Regions from separate parts of the Zea mays genome. Here regions 2 and 3 are each linked to region 1. A link is a contact called in public Hi-C data. All regions are on one chromosome and are shown on one strand. The core of a region is the stretch at or near the end of the contact, and the rest is flanking DNA. Distances in the headings are between cores, read along the strand shown. Region 1 holds the start of LOC103633215 (rab3 GTPase-activating protein catalytic subunit). Region 2 holds the start of LOC103633219 (DNA repair protein RAD16). Region 3 holds the start of LOC100272356 (DNA-binding bromodomain-containing protein).

Evidence for each region. Hi-C and Micro-C count contacts between places; a contact is called where the count stands out from the background.
Region 2: a Hi-C map of tassel shows a contact between it and region 1, with 4 times the contacts expected there. The contact joins the promoter of LOC103633219 here to the promoter of LOC103633215 in region 1. A contact is called at or near these places in 3 of 25 Hi-C or Micro-C datasets (ear, leaf and tassel).
Region 3: a contact with region 1 is called in a Hi-C map of leaf, with 3 times the contacts expected there. The contact joins the promoter of LOC100272356 here to the promoter of LOC103633215 in region 1. A contact is called at or near these places in 13 of 25 Hi-C or Micro-C datasets (ear, endosperm, leaf and 3 more).

The regions. Positions count from the first base shown.
Region 1 is chr7:161,448,230-161,451,084 of Zm-B73-REFERENCE-NAM-5.0, reverse strand. It overlaps LOC103633215 (rab3 GTPase-activating protein catalytic subunit), which reads right to left and starts at 1,461. Exons shown (of 13, transcript XM_008654909.3): 1 at 1,101-1,461; 2 at 861-985; 3 at 68-189. The coding sequence starts at 1,431.
Region 2 is chr7:161,583,163-161,585,970 of Zm-B73-REFERENCE-NAM-5.0, reverse strand. LOC103633219 (DNA repair protein RAD16) reads right to left here and starts at 1,388. Exons shown (of 15, transcript XM_008654914.4): 1 at 1,051-1,388; 2 at 1-949. The coding sequence starts at 1,063.
Region 3 is chr7:161,691,347-161,694,572 of Zm-B73-REFERENCE-NAM-5.0, reverse strand. LOC100272356 (DNA-binding bromodomain-containing protein) reads right to left here and starts at 1,922. Exons shown (of 9, transcript XM_008652814.3): 1 at 28-1,922. The coding sequence starts at 579.

The DNA of each region.
Region 1 (2,855 bases), core at 212-2,711:
TCCATATATTTTGAATATTATGCTGGATGAGGTGCACTGCAATGCTTGCTAAGGAACATGAACTTACTCAATGGCAGACACCAGTTGTTTAACTATTGAAGCTGGAGGAAAGGTCAGTTTTGTTGAACAGGTTGATTCAGTTGGTATGCTTGAGGAATCCTCGTTCTCTGGGGGGCTTATTTCTAGGACCTGGGACCACGAAGTTTTGAGTAGCATACGTGAAGATCCAGCTGATTAAATAGCCAATTGTGCTTATAACAAGAAATGAAATGAAATAGAGAATTTAAGCATCCAACAAAGAGGCCTTTTGTGTACTTAACAAAAAAAAGGGGGTTTCGATACTAACTGCAGAATTATGAATATTGTCCCTAACAGCTCCCGCAAACTCAATATCCAGTCCAATCCACCAGAACCGAATGCTCCATTTGGCTGTGTTTAACACACCCAACTGCCCCAGTTCGTCATAAAAAAATTGCTCAGGGGAGGCTCAGCACACACAGCCATATGCTTCCATGGAATCTACACCCTGGAGCATTGACAAAGCCCAACAAAGAAGTGACAGGGTAACTACTACTAACTGAAAGGCCTTGATTTTCTAACAAGCCTCCGCAAAGCTTGAATCCAGAGCTTCACGATTCTGCTGAGCCACACTGTGAGAACAGAGAAGCACACAAGCCAATAGCAGTTCAACTGCCTGGAACAGCAACCACTTCCACCACAAGTCGACATCAATTCACCAATCTCTCCGTCACAATCAGCTCAACTGCTCGGATTCAGCACCATTACCACCAACCCGCGCGAGCACCGGACTGAATGGAGCAGCACCCAGTTGGAGGAGTAGAACGACAAGAACCCCGTACCTCATCACGCGGCGACGGCGGCTTCACGTCCGGCTCCCGCCCCGTGGCGCTCGCTTCGGCGGCCTCCCGATCCAGAGACGTCCTCGGCGACGGCGCCCGGCTACGCCCGCCGGATCCTTCGGCATCTGCGCCCCCACCCACCACAACCGATCCCACCCCATCCCCCGCCCGGGAGCTCATCAGATTCGGAAGCGAGAGCGAACAGCGAGCGCGAGGACCCCGCGCCGACGGCACACGTACCTCGGAGGTCGGCCTTGATGTCGGTGAGCACGCGGGCGGCGGCGGAGTGGATCGCGGTGCGCGCGCGGGACACCAGCGACTGCGGCGGCTGCATGGTGTGGCCTACCTGGCAGTGACCCGGGGCCGCGCAGGAGGTGGGAACATGCGGAGGAAGGGGAGCCGGAGCACGGGGGACTGGAAGAAGGGAGCCTTGTATTTTGATTTTAAAAAACGGGATTTGGTAGTGGCAGCGGTGGAAATTCAGGGGCACGTCCGATCCGGTCGTGCTCGGCCGTTGGATGGCTGGGCTGTGATGGGGCGGCGGTGGTGGTGGCATCGTGGACATGGGCATGGCTTGTGTGAGTTTTTTGAGCTGTTTTTCTACCGTGTCCTTGCTTGATCTGGTATATTTATAGGGCACTATCACTTTGAAGGGGTCAGCAGCTGATGATGGCGATGTATCTGGCACGAGGGAAGTTTCATGGTGTATGAATTACGAAGACGTCAAAGACGCATCGGGATCTCAGGCCGTATACTACACACACACTATGCAACCAAAAAAGACGTGGTTTGTCTTTCGTTGATGGATATACTCGTGTTTAGAAAGTACGCCATTTGTCTTTTGTAACTTGGCTACACATGCTTGTAGAAGAAAATGGCATAGCTTTCCGTGGTGTGTGTGTGTGTGTGTTTGTTTACGGAGCCGTTGAGATCACAGCGTCGCTTTCGCGCTGCAATCACGATGCCATTTGAACATTTCTCTGCTCATGTAAAATTCCTCGGTTTCGTGTCACGCGAGCACGTACAAGCTTTCTTCACTGCTCAGGACTCCATCTGGGACCTCTTCCCGGCTGATCATCTGCTACACCCTTTTTAGTCAAGGTACGACAATAATCACCGACAGAACCGTGTGCGCGATAGACAGAGTCAATCAGCGACCAAATTTTAACGGCCGGGAATTCTGGAAGATTTCACCACGAACCGAGCAGTGAAGTTCCAGTCTCAGCGAAAGCGAATGGCTCAACTCGAACCCGCACATATTGTGTTGGTAATTTTTCGAAACTCCTCCCAAAATCTTTCCATCTCTTCGGACTAGTTTGGGAGCGCGAAGACTGGAGAGAATTAGAAGAGCTAAAATATTTTTTATTTAAAATTAAATATAAAGGTAACCACTCTTGTATAAGCATGTGACAGCAGTGAGAACATGTAATTGAAGTCGGACATGATCCAACCATGTGATACTTTAATAAGGAGATCTGAGCAGTGTAGCAAAGTGTCACACGACTCTACCTCCATTATAAAAGCTTGGCAGATGGTAATAATGTTTGTTAAAATTATGATTTTACAACTGCACTTTATAATTATCACGGTAGTATCATAGTTTAGCCAACTAAAAAAATACTAGCTACTATTTGAGTATAACATTATACCATAGTATTTATGTAAAAGCTAGCCATATTATAAAAACTTTATATTGCCTCAGAAAAATAAAAACTTCATAATGAAATGAAGTTTTCAATACTCTAAAAACACCATGTTATGCAAAATACTATAATTAAAATCAATGCAAACCATACACCTTATGACACAAAATATTATGGTGTTCCTATAAATCATAGTATCACCTAGAAACTATAATCATAATTTACTTCCAAATAGGTTCCAACAAGTGAGAACAATTATGTTGCAGAAAAATAAACAGAAGGGATCATATCAAACCAAGGACAGATGTAGACATAGTTCAGCACTAATAGCAGTATTTATGCGGCCTAATTA
Region 2 (2,808 bases), core at 139-2,638, 130 kb before region 1:
CTCTGCTGCTTAGCCTGAGCTTCTGTGCGTTTAGCATTAGGCCCACAGTGATACATCAAGTGCACCTTCATCTTGTTGGGGTAGAACAATTTATTGCAGTATTGGCACCGAGTCTTGGGCGGCATGATGTGCTTCCGGTAGTCCGCCTCAATGGTAGAGTAGGTGGTGATAACAAAGTCATAGCTGTTGAAATCGAAACTCTGAGTGACACGCTTGGCACCGTGGTAGATGAGCACGCGCACGCTGCCACTAGCAGTGTGGCGTTCGATCTCCTCAGTCCACTGGATGACGGCCACCACAGGGCAGACGACCAGCGTGCACCCGACCTGGGGCTTGGTGCGGCCCACCGAGGAGTTGGACGAGGAGGCGGCGGAGTGATGGTCCGGGGGCCGGAGGCGGCGCGCGGTTAGGACGAGCGAGATAGCCTGGATGGTCTTCCCCATCCCCATCTCGTCGGCGAGGATGCCGCCCCGCGTGACGGACGCCTCCTGCGCGAGCGCCCAAGCGAGCCACTCCTTCTGGAAACGCAGCAATCGGAGCACCACCTCCGGGGCCGGGTCCGCGGTCGGCACGGCCGCCACCGTGGCGTCCGTGGCCTCGACGCCCCCGTCGGCTGCGTTCCGCTCGTCGAGCCAACTGTCGTTTGCCACCTGCCACTCTTCCCATGGCAGGGGCGGCGCGTCCCTCCTCGCCTTCTTACCTCGCCTCCTCTTCTCCCTCCTGTTCCGCGCCTGATTCTTAATCCGGATCGGCACCGGCGGCGGCAGGGCCGCCTCGGGCACCGCGGGCGCGGGCGGGGTGTCCTTATCGGGCGCGAACTCCTCGTCGCTGTCGTCGTTCTCCACCGCGTCCCCGGAGTCGGCGACGAAATCGGTGTCGGAGGTGTCGTCAGAGGGGAGGTCGTCCTCATCCTCCTGGTCGCGGCGGCGCCGGCGGCCGCTACTGGATCCTGCAATGGAGGCGACGATGGTTAGGGTTCCCGCGGAAAATGCTAGGTTAGCGATGGGGGTTTCAGGTTAGGCGGCGATTCACTGGAGGAGGGGTTCCTGCCTCGGCGCGTCATGGCGGCGCGAAGGCGGTGGCGCGGGAGGAAAGGAGAAGCGGCCGAGTGGGTGGAGTGATTAGGACTGGGGATTGGAAGGGTGGTTTGGGGGATTTTGGGGCGGAGATTTGGTAGGATACTAGGTTTTGTCGCCCGCGGGAATTGGCGGGAACTTGCTGGGGAAGGAGCCCGCTTCCATTTGTGGGTTGTGGCTGGCCGGGTCAGCGGAGCGGGGAAGTGTGCTGCGGCCTGCGGAAGGAGGCCCCTGGCCCGGTCGGCAGAGGCGGCGCTTCCTGTTCGCTTGGTCGGGTGCACGCTGGTCGTCTGTCCTGTGGCTTGTGCGAACAGCCCTACTAGAGCCTCCAGTGGGCATGTTTGATTCAGTTTTAAAGGGTTTTTCTTCAGCCTTTTTCGGAAAGTTTTGATGATAACCTGTGAAGAAAAATAAGTATCATAGAGATTGTGTACAAAAGAAGATAAAAAAATATAGGGTTTTAGAATATAGAAAATGATGGTTTTCTATTACCGCAACCAGAGGCCGATCTAACGGTGGGACGAGCAGGCTCAAGCCCCTCCTTCCGTTTCGGATCCTAGAGAGCCCTACTAGAGCCTCTGGTGTGGAGCTGTAGTTGATAATATCAATTTAAATAGTTTTCAAAATGTTTTAAATCTAAATAATAAACAAGATGACTTATCTAAATGTTTTCTAAAGGCTTACGGCTCTAACTTCACAATTTTATGGAACACCTAATGACCTGCTACACCAAATTTTTTGGAGCTGGAGCTGTCCCAAACATGCCTAAAATATACGCAGTATAATATAGAAGAGGCTTATATACTGCAGCAGTTTAGTTTAGGGATGGCAATGGGTACGGGTATATGTAAATAACTGCGGATAATTATCCATTGGATATGGATATGGTGGAATTTGGTATCCACGGGTACGGTTATGGATATAATAAGGTATCCATGGATATTTTTTCGCGGGTATAGATATCCAGTATCCATACCCGTTACCCAATGGATGTCTGAAATTTGGGCAATCCGGATTTAATATATTATCCTTAATTCTCATTTTTCATTTTTTATCCATGACATGTTGTTTGGTGTTGAAATTATCATTTGGTGTGCTAGAATGATAACTGTTTTTGAAATGTGATAAAATTGTTGTTGATGTTGAATGCTAAAATTGTAGTGGGCGAGCGGGTAACGTGTATCCGCCGGATAACGGATACCCGACGGGTACGGGTATGGGTAGAGATCCATACCCCACTGTCGGCGTTTCGAGACCGGGGGGTCCCTAAGCCGACGAGTGAGTGTGCTGCGTGCCCCAGCCCAGATGGGTCGAGCGCGTGGGCGAGCGCGAAGGGGGGAGAGGCGAGGTGGTCGGAGACGGGCGTGAGAGAGGTGGAAGTCCCGCGACCTTCGTGTTCGTCCCGCGCCCAGGTCGGGTGCGCTTGCAGTAGGGGGGTTACAAGCGTCCACGCGGGTGAGGGAAGCGAGCGGCCCCAAGAGAGCGCCTGTCCCGTCCTCGGTCCCGCGCGGCCAACCTTCTCTGAGAAGGCCCTGGTCCTTCCTTTTATAGGTGTAAGGAAAGTATCCAGGTGTACAATGGGGGTGTACCAGAGTGCTACGTGTCTAGCGGAGGGAGAGCTAGCGCCCTAAGTACATGCCAATGTGGCAGCCGGAGAGATCTTGGCACCCTGCTGGTGTGATGTCGTGGCTGTCGGAGGAGCAATGGAGCTTGGCGGAGGGACAGCTGTCGG
Region 3 (3,226 bases), core at 673-3,172, 240 kb before region 1:
GGTGGCTTATCCGGCAGCATGGCCCACCTCGCGATGGCGAGATCTGTCGGCGCGCGGCTCGATCCGGCGCTTCTTGGGCGGCTTGACCTGCTCCTCGTCGCCGCTTCCGTCCCCGGCCAGGTCCTCGGTCCCATCGGAGTCGTCAGAGTACGACGGGGGAGGTGGGGCCCGGCGTTGGAGCTGGTCCGGGGGCAGCTGGGAGAGCTTGACGACGAGCTTGAGCTTGCGCCGGCGCCGGTCGGAGACCGAGGAGCCCGCGGCGCCACCGTCAGCGCCGGAGTCGGAGCTGGACGGCTCCGGCGACGGCCCCCGCTGGCGGGAGCGGAAGGGCGAGGACGACGGCGAGGAGGGGAAGGGGAAGAAGTCGTCGACGAGCGGGCGGGAGGAGGGCGCGGCGGCGCGGCGCGGGCGGAGCGAGCGGCGGGGCGGCGGCGACGGCGAGTGTCCGCCGCGGTGGTGGTGGTGGTGGTGGAGTGCCAGCTGCGACGGGGCTGCGCCGCCCCTCCGGCGCGCGGGCTGGTGCTGGTGCCTCTCCGGCGACGGCGACGGCGATGGCGATAGCGACGGCGTCCGCGGCATGGCTGCCTGCCTGCCTGCCTGCTGCCGTCCGCGTCTTGGCCTCCTTGGGGTTTGGTTCGCCGCCCTTCTCTTTCTTGCTCGCCTTTCCACTTTTTTTCTCTTCCTTGCGGCTCCTTTTGTTTGTTTAGCAATTCTCTCGCTTGCGTCTCTGCGTGTCCATCTCTATCTCTCTCCTAGCTTCCACACACTCTCTCTTCCTATCCCTATCTCCCCTCTCTCGCCTTGCTTCCACACCAACCACTACGGCTACTTTTGCTGCTCTCTTCTTCCTCTCTCCTCCGGGAGGACGATGAGCTTGGTCCATGGAAGAGTGGAATTATTGCCGACTAGGTACAACAGAAATGAATTAGCGTATAACTACTGCCAGAGTTTGGTCGATGGAGTACTGACCGTCATCTTAAAGAGCAAAAGGTTTGATATAAAATATTATAAATACACTAGTTACATTAAATACTTAGACACATTTTTCTTGTGCTGCGTTCACGATAATATAGTGGATTTATAACATGCTTGAGCATTCCACGTAAACCACTCATATTTTACACTTGCAAAAACTTTTTTGGCCGTATAAATCTCCAATGTTCTCTTAAGCTTCTAGGTAAGGATCCGAACAGATTTAGCTAATAAAATATCTAATTATTTGTTGGACCTGTAGCTGTAGTAGATAACACCAAGCTCATCTCTCGCTGTGTATGAATTCAAACAAACACCGAGCTAAAAAAGACACTTCTTTCGCTGCGTATGAGTTCAAACAAACACCGAGCCAGCCGAGTCCGGTTCCTTCCATATATTTGAGTTGTCCGTTTGCCGCCAAAGAGGTCCGGGACGGGAGATCTGAAGGTGTATCTCAGGTTTTGGTGCATGGGCCAGGTCTACGTAGCGGCCAGACCGCGTTGCTTTCAGATTTTCTCTCTCCTCTTATTTTTTTCCCGCACCGCTCTCGATCTTCTCTGACAGCACGACAATTTCTGGTCCTTTTTATATTCGATATATAATAAATTCATGCCCGTCTTTCCCGGGGTCCAGTTTCTCCTTTCCCACATGGCCTGCTAGGGACACAAGCCTGCTTTGCACCAGGAAATATCGCGTGGTCTCCTTGCATTTTCTATTGCTTTTTTTTCTAATCTTTTCTTGACTAGCAATCACATAAAATGTCGGTATTCAGTGCCGAGCACAAAACTACAAAAGGCGCGGCAATTTTTATTATTTGTGCATATGTTCTGAGTAAAATAGATTGTAGGTCAAGATTTTTACTGGCAGGTGGCAGCGTATCTATTATATGGAGATTTTTTTTGTAATAATGAAATACAGTGGCAAAGCTAAGCGAATCAAGAGTAAGGTGCAAATACTCAAGGGTGCATAGTAATAAATTATAAATGGTGTATATATATTGAAAATTTGGTCGAAATTATTAGTTTTACAAAAATTCGTGAGTACATGACTACATGTGCATCCATGTCTCCTACCTGTTTTGCCCTGCTGAAATAACAACCCATGCACCACCACTGCTAAAACTGAAAAGATCCAACATTACACCTTAGTTAAGGATCTATTTAATGAAAATTTATTACAAATATAGATCATGGAAAAATAACTTTAGATTATAAGAAAGTTAAAATTTCTTTGGTTGATCAGCTGCGATCTTTTCTTAAAAAAGTATTGTCAGTCTTTCTCACTTGACAACACACCCTACTTGGAGTTGACAACCCTCTACGCTCAATACCTCTTACTTTCTTGTTTCTTGTAAACTGCTCTTAGGTGCAAAACATTAGCACCATGGATCTAAATAGGCTCTAAGCCATGACCCCGCAAACAAAATGTGTATATTTGTCAGCAAAGAAATAAAATCTGATGTAACAGTGGTATAGATGTCGCAAAGTGGTAGGTTTGGCGGTTGTGATTAATTAAGCGTGATCACTGTTTTAGAGTCATGCATTGCTTTTGGGCCACCCTTCTCAATTTTGGCTCTAGCAGATAGATGAGCTACATATAACTCTTCCCCTGAATAATTAGGTTGCGGTCAGTAGATGTATATAACCGTATAAAAATTGTGTTGCACTACTTTGTAGTGTAGATTGTATTTTTTTATAGAGTGAAATTTGAAATGAATAGTGGGATAATGATGGGGTAGCTTGGACTGGCGTACAGAATACTGCAAGTAGAAAATAGCTCTCGGCCCAGTTAGGAATTTCTGATAGCTGTAACTTGGTTTCTATTTAGGGGACGTTTGGGCGTCCATGTATGTATCCATAAATGTAAATATAGATTAGAGTGAAGATTAAATTTAAGGCCTTGTGTAGCTCTATTAGTCTTAGACTAAAGTTTAGTCTCTGGACTAAACTTTAGTCCATACCATATTTGGTTATAGAGACTGAACAGATTCTAAATACATTAAATGCAACACATAAAAAACCAAAATATCATTTTTTTTCCTTTCATGCTAGTTTTCTAGGCAAGGGCAATAATTAATACTATCATTTAGTCCCTTTTAACACCAATATGAGGGAGTAGAGACTAAAGTCAATTAGCTTCTACTAGGTTTTCTGTTTGATAAAATAGAGACTAAAGATTAGTTCCTCTAAACGAACGAAGCCTAAGGTTTTTTTAATTCGTTCCAAGACATACGAGTTGAAGCAGATACATAGAC